2 separate regions of the Zea mays genome follow, and region 1 is linked to region 2. The links are chromatin contacts, called in public Hi-C maps. All regions are on one chromosome and are shown on one strand. Each heading gives the region's core, a stretch centred on a gene start, on an enhancer-like site or on the middle of the called end of the contact. The rest is flanking DNA. Distances are from core to core; before and after follow the strand shown.

Region 1 (4,506 bases), core at 1,299-3,798, 78 kb before region 2:
ACAGATACAAAAATTCACATGATTAGGAAATGTTCATCCTTCCCCGAATTCTCCTAGAAAATTTAAGGTGTATTCTGTGCCATAACTTACACGATGAAGCTCCGGAGCTAATGTTTGAAGCTGTGTCATAGTGGCATTAAATAAATTCAAAGGCACTGATCCAGGATCCCTGTAATAACAGAGTTGTCACTAAAGACTGCTTTATCTTTCATGTCCTTTTAAAGGAGTAGAACAAGTTTGTGGCAGTATTAGCTATTTATGACTATATGTAGGAACTGGATTCTCACTTCTCAAGAATATCAGCTTGTTGGTTAAGATATGCCTCTAATTGCCACCTTGATCTCAGACAGGTTGGGTTGTCATCTGCTTTAAAAGTATTAGCTAACATAGAAAAAAAAAGGAATGCAATTATAATTGTCAACCAAAAAAACTTTGATGCCCAGATAAAACCAAAATAACTCTACATAGTGATATTACATACAGTACAGAAAAGCTGATTTATAAGGCAGAAAATCATTAGCCTAATCTATTTGGTGTTTGAATCAGCCTCCTTGCAAAATAAAAGGTAAGGTTGCCCAAAATTTCCCTGCCGGAGTCCACAATATGTAGGAACTTTCAGAACTCAGTATGCCCTAATGTATTTAGTAATACATACCAATTAACTAGCATGAGTAAAAAAACAAAAGATCATAATTGTACAAAAATATATATATAAGCTGCAAATGCTCCACTTCTTCAGTAGTGCAATGGTATTTGAGAGAAACATGGCACTGGCAGTGAATGCTCTAGGCCAAACAATGGCAATGAATGCTGTAGGCCAAACAATTATATAGTTAATTAATTATGACATAAAAGTAAGATGAACACTGATGCAGCTAGATGCGAGCCAACCTTGCCCCATGCCAAAGTTGTAACAGATCAGGAGGTAATCTCGTCAAGCTTGGAATTAAAATAAAATACTTGAAACGGATACTGTTTCTTAGAATCGGAATAAATTCATGCAGTGAATAGCCCTTCCCAGGATCCCATATTACAGCCAAAAAAGGAAGAAACTAACTAGATGCCAGGAAAAAATTGAGATAGATAGTCCATCCAGGTTGTGACCATCACTTTTCTTTTCATTCTGGAGTTTGACCATTTTTTGTGTGTGCTTTAACATTTATTTTTTGGCATATTTAATACTTCCATCAAAATCAAAGCAGCAAACATGGCAGGGTTCAAGTATACCGTTGTCAAAGTCATAGGGTGACATTGATGCACGAGTTAAAGTTGAAGAACTCTCCCCCATATGATGCTCAGAGGCATAACCCTGATGAAATTTGTCAAATATACCAGCGTGCGAACCTATGTCTGCATCCATCAAGTTGCCCATTTCACTATTGAAGTCCTCATGTTCTGCCAGGTCATATGAAGCATCAGCAGAGTTACAGTACATGACAAGATCTGCCAACAGATGGCATACACCCTAGAAAATTTTTCAGTTAACAACATCAGCACTTTAAATAAGAAAAAAGGGACCAACACATGATGAAAAAACATCGTGAATGCCTTTTACTACTCTTAGCACCTCAAAGGTCATTGAGTTGAAGGCAAGTATGCAGCAACGAAGAAATACTCCAAGTTGGCTATTTGGATCCAAGAATACATCTTCTGCACTCGCACCCTCTGGTGCAGTGAACACACCTGGCCAAAAGAAATATCATTCCAGAGCAAGCTGTCAATTTGAACGCCTCTTTATGATGGAAACATAAATACGTCAAAACATCCATCCATCCCCACATCATGTGAATCTCACCTCGTAGCTTATCAAAGAAGTTGAACAAGTCATCAGGTGAGTTGAGTGCTGACAGGGCACTTGTCAGCTGCTCGCAGAACCAACCATTAGTCAAATCATCCACTGCCCTCAGCTGCTTCAAAAATTCTTCCAGTGGAGGCTCCAGAAAATCATCGCATGACTACAAAATTATTGAAGTAAGAGGACCTGTGTATCTACCACAATATCAACTGCAACATTGACTGACTGTGCAATCCGTGACGGCCATCTATACATAACCAGACATCACATCACTGTTTTGTTTATTTTGCTTGAACTTAAATGGTAGACGGTTGAGCATAAATGCAATTACTACGGGGGGAAAATCATAGGACCAATGCCTAAATCCTCGAGACCCTAATGCCCCAATCCAAAGCGCTCACTCCACATCACCAAATACAAGTACAGCACAGGGCAGAGCAATCATTACAAGCAGCAACATCTCGAAAATTCGAGCGGGGAGCAAGCGAGAAAGCGCGCGAGGACGTACCCGGGTGAGCGTAAACAGGAAGAGTCCGAGGCGGTTGTGGTGAGTGAGGGACTCGAAGGGGAAGGGCGGCACGACGTCGCCCCCGGCCTGCGCCGCCGGCGCAAAGACCTGCACGAGGTGGCACACCGCCATCTTGTGCGGCGTCAGCTCCAGGAGCGCCGTGCCTGTGCCGCCACCGTCCGCCGCCCCGCCGCCGACCCCCGCGAACAAGTTCATGGCTCCGCCCGCCACCGGCAGAGAGAAAGGAGGGTTTTATTTTATTTTATTTTATTTATTTCTCTTCCGCGTCTTGTCTCGGTTCGGAATGAAGTGAAGCGGACTGTGGCCTACCTAGTACCTACTGGCTTGGGGCGAGATTTGAAAAATGCACGCGTCAGGCTTCGCTAAAATGTTCACCGATTGCTATAAGACCCATATTGCTTCATAGGTTATGTTTTTAACATTATATAGACTAAAATACCTTTTATATATACACACAAATTGTGATCCAAAATAAAAATAAACCATATTCCTTCGTCAATAACTCAATATAATAATCATACCCATAAGAACCAATCAAGCACATAACGGAAGCACAATGCATACAAAGTCCCTTTAAAAGCCAAACAAAGTAGTTGAAATAATAGGCATATAACATAGAAAAGAAATTAAATGGAGATGTGTAGCTGCAGCATCATGCAGTGATCAATTTATGTGGTGACAAATCCATGATACAACAATTCTTTCTTTTATAATATTAAACCACATGTTTTCATGATTCAACGGTTTTCATCGTCATCGTTTTTGAAAGAAAAAATTCCTTAGACTTCCTTGTAATCAACCAGCCGTCGAAACCACACATACCTCCGTTTCCGCATCACGAGTGCTCACTTTCGTCCCATCTTCTTGAACGGTCCCAAACCCTAGGTAGGCCAAGCTCAATCGCCCCACCACAGCTACGACCAGGCGCCCGACGTGACGCGGAGCCTTTGCTAGGGGCTCTTCATGACGTCCTTCGCACTCCCACTGGATCGACAATCATGGAGTTCCCACACCACCACCATGGCCACCGCCACGACGAGGAGGAGGATGATCGTTGGGGCCTACCTCGCTTAGCCTATGACCAGCCGCCGCCACCCGATCCGTACGCCCAACCTTCGCCCGAGTCCACGTACCCCAAGGCCACAGGGAAGAAGGCTACGCGCAACGTCACGCACGAGGTCGGCGACGAGAGGCCTCACTATGGCAGTGGTGATCTTGATGGTGCCTATGGACGCGGTGAAATCGAGTAAGGCCACTGTTGGAACTTGCACGCGCTCCCCGTGCTCTTCGAAGCGCGGACCGCTCTTCAGGCCTTTGCACCCTCCAGTCCTTGACCCTTCGACATTGTGGTTTCTTGAGCAAGGGGGCATTGCGCCTTTGCCCCAACATCCACGAGGGTTGTCCACACCATGGCGGTAGCGGATCCCAGTACGACCACGAGACACGCCCGCACCACGGGGACAGGACGTCGTCGATATCAGAGGCGCACAACATGGTCGCCATCCTGCTATCACGTGAAGCTGAAGGATTCTACGACTTCTTCTCCTACGGACGCGGTGGCTTCGAGTACGGCCACAAGGGTTGTCCACACCACGGCGCGACGAATCCCAGTACGACCACGAGACACGCCCGCACCACGGGGGTAGGGCGCCGCTGATATCAGAGGCGCATGACATGGCCAACATCCCGCAGCCATGCGAAGCTGGGGGTTCTATGGCTTCTTCTCCTGCGCCCATCTCACCCCACCCGTCCATTGTGAGGATCTTTGCCACGCCGATGAAGCATTTTGTTTCGCATTTGGTGGTATGTGCTCTTTTTAAAGTTTAATATGACACAAGTTGTGTGCATCATTTCTGCAGTATCAGGAGGAAGGATGCGAATGGCGCTTCTCAGGAAGGCAGTTACTTTGAAATCGAGGTGAGGTTTTCAACCACACATTTGAATGCGCTAGCAAAATTGGAGTTAGTTTGTATTGGTGTAGTAGTTATTCAATTTGTTTTGCACTTTTGAGTTGAATTGCAACCTTGCAATAACTCATCGCAACACATGGGCATTGTACTATTAATACTTACATGGCAAAAGATTACAAATCTTTGTGGCTCTGGATGTAGGCAAAAGGCTATATTATCCTTCCTTAAACAAGATAAAGAGACAGACTTAATGTCGATTGTCTATGAAACAT
Region 2 (4,355 bases), core at 906-3,405:
CAAAATTCACCTAAGCAGATCATCATGATTAATAAGAACATTATTGGGTAAAGAAGAGTGATCAAGGGCACAACTTGCCTTTGACATGAGAATCCCGGTACTTCACTAAGTTGGTCTTCGGATTTTTCGTGACCCCGCTGCTACTCGTAGCAATACATACAAATAGACAAGGAGCACATAAAAATAACAGTACACCAAACATGAGAACATTAGCGTAAGAATATTCTATGTCTCGCTACGATATCGTAGGTTCAAGAACCTTTAAAATTGGAGCTACGGTTGAAAATATATGGTTCTCTAAAGTTTTAGTTGATTAACTATGAAAACGATGTCTCTCTGTTGCTTATACAAATCATGTGAAAAAATATAACTAAGTTTATTCCAATTTTGATCTAGACCAAATCATATTTTAGTCAAATTATAGATAATCCAAATTAAAATACTATATCAACTTAGATTAAACAAGTTAATTAATAAGCATAGGTTAAACGAATTGGTTATTTATTTTTTGAGAATATATTGCATGATAAAATAATGTTACAGCGTAGACAATATTATTACGAAGCTAATGCAATTGGAACGGACTAAATCAGAGTCAAAACAAAGGAGTTATGAATTTCTAAAGTTTATTGGATTATTCTTATATTAGAAATAATTTTCAAATTTTATTTTACATAAGTGAAGCTCGAGTTCTATATTTTATATAAGTCGAAGGGCAATTTTGCAAATTATAGGGACCTGGTTTAAATGCTTCACAGTCATACGTGGATTATTCTTGACCATAGGATCTTCGATCGATGGCCGTAAATTTATTTAACACGATCTAATCTACCCCGTTGAACTCCGGATCAACGCCCCAGATCTCAACTCTGAAGCGGTAACCAGAGATCTAATCTCCACCGTCCGACCGGGATCCAACGGCCCACCGATCTCCTTCCTCTCTCAGCAGCTGGCCACGACGGCACCAGTATTTCCCCATAGCCAGGATTCGGCCTGAGTTACGCAGTTATCAAACTTCTAGTCGTAACCGTGCTACATGAAATGGAGACAAGGGCGAGACTAGTTGAAGGATCTTCACCAAGGTTTGCCCGCACAGGAGCACTGCCCACGGTGGACAGCAGCCTCTGGCGGCTATAGATGACGTCCGACGAGCAATTCCCCATCACCCAACATCCACTAGTACACAGAAGCTCTATAGTGGCGGTTCTAAACATATTTACACTGGCGTTTTTCAGTACCGCCAGTGCTAGGGGTCAGTGGAAATCAGCATTTCCACTGGCGGTTATTTTGGAACCGCCAGTGAAAAGTGCATTTTTACTGGCGGTTTTCTTAAGGAACCGCCAGTGAAAAGTGCATTTCCACTGGCGGCTGAATAAAGAAAACCGCCAGTGAAAATAGGTTTCCACTGGCGGTTTGTGTAACACAACCGCCAGTGGAAACATCCTATTTCCACTGGCGGTTGTGTTAAGATAACCGCCAGTGAAAATAGGTTTCCACTGGCGGTTTTTAAAGCCGGGCCCACCTGTTTCTTTTACTGACGTTTGATAACGGAAACCGCCAGTGAAAAGTTGAACGTGCCGCAGGCTTTGAGCTTATTTGTACTAGTGATCCTCATATGCCAGGAACCGCCACCACCATGCACGATACACTCCGACGATGATCTCTGACCACCACATGCGGCCCAAACGACCACACAGGCGAGATTCAATGGTGGCGGACCCATTCTTTGCCTTCGATCTCTCTCTGCTTCCACTCAGCTTGACAACTCATGGATTACTACGACATGGAGGAGTGGAGAGGTGAACGTGGGTCCTAATTTATACCGGTGGGCTAGACCGGAAGGGTAGGGATGCGATCATGCAAACAGTGGGTGATCTCCGGTGATCTCAGATGGGTTCATTGCAACAGACGCGCGCAGCGCGGAGGGGGAGAGGATCTGCTTGCCTCAGCGGAGGACGAGTGCGCACTGCCACTGGCCAGTTTGGCCTGCGGGTAAGCGTCAAAGCGGGGCACACAGCGGCCCACAAGCAGTGACTTGGGCCCGCGTGCGTGGAGTTCGGGAGTAGGAGGGAACTTGCCACTAGGCCCAGATGGCAGCGAGTAAACTAGGAGCGCGTGTGGTGAGCGATCTGGCGAGTGGGACCCATCAGTCATCCAATGTGCACGACAATAAATACGGTGTGGGGCTGACGCATGGGACCCACTTGTCGGCACCATCAGTAGCAGCTGGGCCGGTAGTGAAGAGGAGAAGTGGGCTGCTAGGAGAAAACAGCCCAAACGAGCATTTTCCTTCCCCCGGCCCTTTTTCTTTTGAATTCTATTTTAATTCCTTTATTCAAATTTGGATTCAAAACCAGTTTTGGTTTCTTCCATTCATATTTTAAATGCACAAGCAATAAAACTTCCAGCATGTATGCAAAAGTCTAGTTTTAATTGTTTTTATTTATTTAGATAGATAGTTCAAATATACAACCTACCCACATTATTCTCTTTTGAACCAATACTACTTTGAATGTGTAATCCATTTAGAAGTTCATCAATATTCATTACATATTTATAAGTGAAAATACTTTCTAAGGTATAACCTCAATTAAGGTATACTTTTACCCAAGTATTCTGGAAAATATTTCTAAATATACTATTTAAGAGAATGATCTAACTCATATAAATTCTTTTCATGTTACTCTTTTATTATGAACACATGAATTTTAAGCATTGGAAGCATTTTGCCTAAGTTACACAACTATAATTTTGGGGTGTTACAATTTCTACACTTGTTGTGGTGCTTGATAACCATCACAATCATTTGACTAACTAGTTTGCTAAAGTGTATATTCACAGGTTCATAAGATCTACCAATATGCTTCTAAGTCAGAAAACAACTAAAATCCAGCTTATTAGGGGTAAAACTTGTAAAAGACGAACTAGACATAGTTCAACACTTTGGATATGTTCTAAATACCCCTAGGAACACTACATGAATTCACTTAATTCCCGTCGGCTAAGAACCGACGGGAATAAGCTCTAAACCGACGGGGATTACTAATTCCCGTCGGTATATGGTTAATTCCCGTCGGCCCTAAGCTGACAGGTATCAGATGTCAGCGATACCCTTATTCCCGTCGGGCGCTGACGGAAATAAGTAATCCCCATCGACCACTTGCAAGCCGACGGATATTATGGTTAATTCACGTCGGCCACCACGGACCGACGAGAATTAATTGTTAATCCTCGTCGGTCCACCGTGGCCGACGGGAGTTACTGGGCCGACGGGCATTAAATGTTAATTCCCACTAGTTTAACCATAGCCGACGGGAATTAACCTATACTGTTGCAAAACCAGCACCAAATGAGGTCATTATTTCTCCACAATTGCACACATAACATATATATCATCACACAGAATAGACACATACATTGATAATTGAAAGTCGCCTAGAGGGGGGGGGTGAATAGGGCGAATCTAAAATTTACAAACTTAAGCACAACTACAAGCCGGGTTAGCGTTAGAAATATAAACGAGTCCGAGAAAGAGGGCGCAAAACAAATCGTGACCAAATAAAGAGTGAGACACGATGATTTGTTTTACCGAAGTTCGGTTCTTGCAAAACCTACTCCCCGTTGAGGTGGTCACAAAGACCGGGTCTCTTTCAACCCTTTCCCTCTCTCAAACGGTCACCTAGACCGAGTGAGCTTCTCTTCTCAATCAAACGGGACAACAAGTCCCCGCAAGGACCACCACACAATTGGTGTCTCTTGCCTCGGTTACAATTAAGTTTGTCACAAGAAGAATGAGAAAGAAAAGAAGCGATCCAAGCGCAAGAGCTCAAATGAACACAACAAATCTCTCTCTCTAATCACTAAAGCTTTTGTGTGGAGATGGGAGAGGATTTGATCTCTTTGGTGTGTCTTGTATTGAATGCTATAGCTCTTGTAAGGTGTAGAAGTGTAGAAACTTGGATGCCATTGAATGTGGGGTGGTTGGGGTATTTATAGCCCCAACCACCAAAAATGGCCGTTGGAAGTGTGCTGTCGCATGGCGCACCAGACAGTCCGGTGCGCCACCGGACACAGTCCGGTGCGCCAGCCACGTCAGCAGGCCGTTGGGGTTCGACCGTTGGAGCTCTGACTTGTGGGGCCTCTGGGCTGTCCGGTGGTGCATCGGATAGGTCCTGTAGACTGTCCGGTGCGCCTCCAGCGCGTGCTCTGACCTCTGCGCGCACTGTAGCGCATTGAATGCGGTTGCAGTCGACCATTGCGCGCGAAGGAGCCGTTGCTCCGCTGGCACACCGGACAGTCCGGTGAATTATAGCGGAGCGCCCTCTGAATTTTTCGAAGGTGAAGAGTTCAGCCTC

What was found. Hi-C and Micro-C count contacts between places; a contact is called where the count stands out from the background.
Region 1: a Hi-C map of leaf shows a contact between it and region 2, with 5 times the contacts expected there. The contact joins the promoter of LOC100279215 here to the enhancer-like site in region 2. A contact is called at or near these places in 4 of 25 Hi-C or Micro-C datasets (ear, endosperm, leaf and 1 more).

What each region holds. Positions count from the first base shown.
Region 1 is chr3:39,484,744-39,489,249 of Zm-B73-REFERENCE-NAM-5.0, reverse strand. It overlaps LOC100279215, which reads right to left and starts at 2,548. Exons shown (of 21, transcript NM_001360946.1): 1 at 2,304-2,548; 2 at 1,796-1,955; 3 at 1,568-1,683; 4 at 1,228-1,465; 5 at 288-363; 6 at 91-169. The coding sequence starts at 2,519.
Region 2 is chr3:39,406,866-39,411,220 of Zm-B73-REFERENCE-NAM-5.0, reverse strand. No RefSeq gene overlaps it. Among protein-coding and RNA genes, the nearest start is that of LOC100279215, 78 kb to the left of the region's middle. Within about 2 kb of position 2,155, at least 18 of the 20 cell types and tissues checked have an H3K27ac peak or open chromatin away from gene starts, as enhancers often do. A contact at or near this core is called in ear, endosperm, leaf and 1 more, where this site is marked.